Regions from separate parts of the Hordeum vulgare genome. Here region 1 is linked to region 2. The links are chromatin contacts, called in public Hi-C maps. All regions are on one chromosome and are shown on one strand. The core of a region is the stretch at or near the end of the contact, and the rest is flanking DNA. Distances in the headings are between cores, read along the strand shown. Region 1 holds the start of LOC123412251 (probable histone acetyltransferase HAC-like 1). Region 2 holds the start of LOC123407145 (thylakoid lumenal 16.5 kDa protein, chloroplastic-like).

What was found. Hi-C and Micro-C count contacts between places; a contact is called where the count stands out from the background.
Region 1: a contact with region 2 is called in a Hi-C map of seedling, with 4 times the contacts expected there. The contact joins the promoter of LOC123412251 here to the promoter of LOC123407145 in region 2. A contact is called at or near these places in 2 of 6 Hi-C or Micro-C datasets (leaf and seedling).

Annotation. Positions count from the first base shown.
Region 1 is chr7H:563,234,532-563,237,231 of MorexV3_pseudomolecules_assembly, reverse strand. It overlaps LOC123412251 (probable histone acetyltransferase HAC-like 1), which reads right to left and starts at 1,415. Exons shown (of 18, transcript XM_045105198.1): 1 at 1,149-1,415; 2 at 411-634; 3 at 135-243. The coding sequence starts at 574.
Region 2 is chr7H:562,537,463-562,540,162 of MorexV3_pseudomolecules_assembly, reverse strand. LOC123407145 (thylakoid lumenal 16.5 kDa protein, chloroplastic-like) reads left to right here and starts at 1,294. Exons shown (of 4, transcript XM_045100216.1): 1 at 1,294-1,873; 2 at 1,963-2,102; 3 at 2,189-2,261; 4 at 2,388-2,700. The coding sequence starts at 1,498. The coding sequence ends at 2,497.

The DNA of each region.
Region 1 (2,700 bases), core at 166-2,665, 700 kb before region 2:
GCCAATTGAATGGCAAGCATGCCACACATTTTGAGTGTCCTCAGAATAAAGTATCATTTCATTCTTTCTCAGCCATGCAATGCTTTTTTTGTGTGTGTGTGTGTGTGCCTTAAAAAATGAATGATTCAGATTACCTTAGTCGGATGCGCCATGAACATAGCCACTTCAAGCCGCTTTGCAAGGTTCGTCATGTTTGGCATCATTCCAGGAGATGCACTCCTCTTTGCCATAATAATCTCTAATCTGGCAATGTTAAATTAGTGTTAGTTAACATCAATAGTTCAAGCTTGTGGTTCAAATGCAAATTCTCTGCAAAGAAGTTCTTTGGTTCGACTATCATCAACAACTAAACATGAGTTATTGCACCAGAACCAATCGAGAAGTGGATTTGGTAACAAGTAAAAGCTTACATCCTCTGAAGCATGGTTTTGCGCATGTTTACAAACTCAGGATCCGCAGCAGGGTGCCCCGAAGCGACCTGCCGCTGCTGCTGTTGCTGCAGCATCCCGTGACCACTGCCCGGATTCATCTGTGTGGTCTTCCCGGACAGGTTTGACAGCTGCCCCAAATTCATCTCGTCCACAAAATGGGCTTCAATTTGTCGCCGTCATCAGCCTCTGATGAACAGATGCGGCTGAACACAGCGGCCAAAATAACACCGCGTTAGCAAACTTTATCAGCAGCACAACGCACAGCAACGTAAAAAAGTACATAAACAAGGAGAGCAAGTTCCATCCAACTTCCAAAGCAAGACCCGGCCCATTTGATTCGCGCGCAGCAACACCACAGCCTCTGCCGCGCGATGCGGGCGGCAAAGGCAAAACTCATGGAGAATTAAACTGGCATAAGCAGCGCAAAGCTGCCCGTAGCACCAGACACGACGCCGCAATGCGAGCACTGCCACGCGGGGTCAACCGAGACGGGCACGGATCCCGCGCGCGATCGCCCGGGGGGAAAGAGAAATGCGAGGGGCCGAATCGAGCCGCCACGCAGCGCGCGAACCGGCGACCGACTAATCGAGCTACGCGGCGAGAGGATTCGATCGAGTAAACCTCGGTTCCGCCGATCGAGGGGCAGGATCCGCGCGGAGCAGAGCTCATTCTCCGTCGGAACGGCGAAAATCGACGGAGGGGCTAGGGCTTGCTTACCGTCGAAGGAAGAGGGAGTCGAGCCGGGGCCCGAATGGGATCCCCGCTTCCGCGCCGGCGCGGTCGAGCCGGGGCGGGGAGGAGGACGCGGCCGAGGGCTGGGCGGCGGGAGGGCGAAGGAGGGGTTCGGGGCCCCGTGCGGGCGAAGGAGGGAGCGCGAGAACTTGAGACGAGGGGCGAACGGGAGGGGGGGCTATGAGTCGGGGACGGGAACGGGAACGCGTGAGGCGAACGGGAACGGGAAGAGGACTGGAGCCGCGCTTTGTTGGTGGGCCAAAAGGAAAATCTATGTATGTATCTCCCGTTTCCTCCCAAATTCGGAAGCGTGGGGCCTCCGAGTCCCCAACGGATGAACATCTCCCCCCAAAATTCTCCCTCATGTTTCCTCCCAAATGGAGAGGCAGGCTTCTTGCTGCTTGGTTCTTTCTTTATATGTTGATTGGACCACTTCTTCTTGTTACGGTGATTTTCATCTCATCATTATCGCTTCGTGTCGTCGAAGACCGATCGCCTCTTACTGTAGTTGCTGACAAGTTGTTGATTGATCTTTTCTCTTTTGCGAATTCTTTATTTCCTAGGTGTTGCTTGGCTTGTTGATCTCAGAAATCGTGGTGGATAAGTTATTACCTAGCTTGTTGTTTTCGAAAGTAGTGGCGGCCACGTTATTACTTAACTTTTTTTCTTTTCTTTCAAGATGTTACTTGGTTTATCACTTTAAGAAGAAACGGTGGCGTAGCCGGATTGTAGAGCAAACAACATTGTAGAGGAGGTTGTGTACTAGTGCGTAAATACCACTACCTATTGAGAGCCAACATAATTATTTTGTTTGTGTATGGGAATAGGATGTGAGTTGGCCATGCTCATCTCCCTTGCTTCGCCAATGTTGAAAAGAATTATCTCATATAGACGGAAAACAGATGTCTACCTATGGACTAAGGGTATCTTGGCAGTCCCATAAAAAATGTTTTGTAATGATTTGAAGAAATGGACGAGACAAATATGAAAGGAACATGAAAAATACAAAATTGCTCATCATAGGTTCTTTACCTTCTCTCAAGGGTAAACAAGATGCTAACAAGCATCCTCATCATGGCTCTTTTTTTCTTTTGTGATGTGTACTCTTTGTATCCCGATTGTTACTTAGGCCTTCATTCGTTTGTATGAATGGTGGGGGCATTTCATATGATATAGAATTCTTGTAGATTTTTTTCTTTAGAGCCCTTTGATTTGCAAGAATGGATCCCTATTTCTATGTAGGATTCCTATACTTTACATTTCATAGAAAAAATATATTAGCACAAACCTGATGAAAAAAAATGCATCCTATGGATGAAATGACATCTCTTTTCCATATAGGAATTGAGATATCCTATTCTTATCCTTTGAACCTAAAAAACCCGACTTGTAGCTCTAAGAATCCATGGTGGATAAGTTATTACTTGCTTGTTACTCTTGAGAAGTTGTGGCGGACAAGTTATTACTTTGATAAGAAACAATGGCAGTGTCGTGTTGTGGAGAAAACATCTTTGCAAAGGAGGTTGCTTATTAGAGT
Region 2 (2,700 bases), core at 45-2,544:
ATTTCATAATTTTGAAATTGATTGGTTTCAAGTATTTCTAGTGAAATAGGTTTGTTTCGTATTTAGTGAAATATGTGCATTCCACATATGAAATTTGAAATGGTAAATTTTAAACGTGTTTGAAATGTATACAAGATTGGTCTAGTTCTAAAGGTCTTCACGCCAGGAGTTCAAATATATAAATTATTTCAGATACAACCTTATGGCTTAAAGTATATGAACGATTTAATTTAGCAAAGGTGCAATAAAAGGTTAGATTTATTGTGTGAGAGAAGACATTTTGAGCTGTCAACTTTGTGCCATGTCTGGCATGCATGCCATGTACTCCTTCCGTTTCTAAATATAAGTCTTTTAAGCGATTTCACTAAAGTACCATGCTGTATGTCCCTGTCCTCCAAACTGACCACCAGCTTCCATATCTGTACTCCTTAGTGTTGCCTCTCTGCAGGGAGAATTGCTCCGGTTAGGTTAACATAAGTACATAACTACTCCCTCCGTTCCTAAATATAAGTCTTTTAAGCAATTTCACTAAGGGTCTACATACGGAGCAAAATGATTGAATCTATACTCTAAAGTATGTCTATATACATCCGTATGTAGTCCACTAGTAAAATCTCTAAAAAGACTTATATTTAGAAACGGAGGGAGTAAAGGACAATAATGAAGTCCAAAACATTGTATTTCTTCACGTATAGCGGAAATTGCTTTCGAAGCTCGACCTCCATGATGGTTTTTAAATTTGAATTCCAAAAATTCATAAAAATTCATATTTTCTACATTTTAAAAAAAATTGATAAAAACATAGAGACAAGTGAGGGTGTAACACACATATGTGTAAATTTTCAGAGAAAATATGTTGAAATGAGGTTTGTACAAAAAAGATAAATTTAACGCTTTTTAACACATGATACTATTCATCGTCCTAGGCCATTAATTTATCTTTTTTATACAGATCGTATTTTAAGGTATTTCATCCTAAAAATTTACACACATAGACATAACATCCTTCTTTACTCGCATATTTTTCCAGATTATTTAAAATTGAGAATTTGAATTTTTTTGAAAATTTCGAGCTCCATGAAGCTCGGCCTCCAAACCTCCGTTCTCCCGGTATAGTTTTTATATAACAAAAAACTGAGAATAAAAAGTTAGCAACCACACGCATCTTAATGTCTAGATGAAGGGTAGATATGTTGCCCGTAGCTAACGTTAAACGGGCAGAACTACTTTCTGCCGCGAGAGGCCACCTACAACGCACGTACTACATGTGTCAAAGCATTGCCGTTCCATACCCACACTGGCATGGCCGACTGAGGCTAACCCGTCTGTGGCTGTGACGAGCGCGGCGAGATATAGCGAGGATAAGGGGACACTCACTTCCATTCCATTCCATTCGGCCATCTCATTCCGCATTCCGGTTTCCCCACGCGACGACGGCCACAGCTCCTCACCAACCTCCCCACTGAACCAAGCGCGCGCTCTCTCTCCGTCGATCGTATGGTGCCCATGGTCACCGAGGCGTGGACGCTCGCCGGGTGCGGCGGGGCGGCGGCGTCCAAGCCGGCCGCGGCGGCGCAGGAGGTGCCCGCGCTGCTGCATCCTGTCGCCAAGAAACCCACCTCGTTGAGAGGGGTGGCCGCGGCGAGCAGCGCAGGCCAGGACGCCGCCGTCGTCGTCGGGAGGCGCCGCGGCATCGCGTCGTCGTGCCTGCTGGCCGCGCTCGCGCTCGCCGGCGCCTCCTCCTCGGGCGACGCCGCGCGGGCCGCCATCCTGGAGGCCGACGACGACCTGGAGCTGCTGGAGCGCGTCAAGGAGGACAAGAAGAAGCGGCTCCAGAAGCAGGGGGTCATCAGCTCCTCCGCCGCCGAGACAGGTCGGTCAGCTTAAACTAGCCATGCCTTGTAGTAGTGCCTATCTGCGATGCTTTGCAAACTAGTGCTGGCAATTAATCCTTAACCACAGGGTACTTGCAGGAGCTGGTGTACAAGCTGAGCAAGGTGGGGCAGGCCATTGACAAGGACGACCTCGCCGCCGCCGGCGACGTCCTCGGCCCCGGCTCCGACGCGCCGTGGGTGCAGAACGTCAATGCAGCTTTCTCCAAGGCAAAACCCTTGTAACAAAAACACAGATACTTACACTTACACACAGAACTGTTTGACTGATTTCTATCACTGTATGTGCGCAACAGTTCAGCTCAAGCAGTGAGGAGAAGAGCGCGGTCGACAGCTTCAACTCCTCGCTGTCCTCCTTGTTCACATCAGGTATATATATACTTCATCAGTTTAGCTCTAGCACTGGAAGAATTAGGAAAAGGGGCTCTGAACAAGTGAACATCATCTCCGGTCCTTCAAAAACATTATCTTTTTCTGTTTTCATTCTTGTTGCAGTGAGCAAGAGCGACATTAACTCCTCCAAGTCGGCGTTCGTGTCGTCGGCCACGGCGCTGGAGAAATGGGTGGAGCTGGCCGGGCTCACCGGCAAGCTCAAAGGCTTCTGAATTTTCTGAGATGAGTGAATTGTTGGCTGACGAGTACATACCTACCGGAGATGGTGTTTTCCGCCTGAAATGCCTCCCTAGAGTCAAAGAGAATTGCAAGAATGCTCTGCCCATGATACTGATATACATGCGTTGATTCTATTGTAAGTTCGTAACCACGGCTTCGACGGAAGAATAATCTGTTAGAATCACAATTTCCTCTG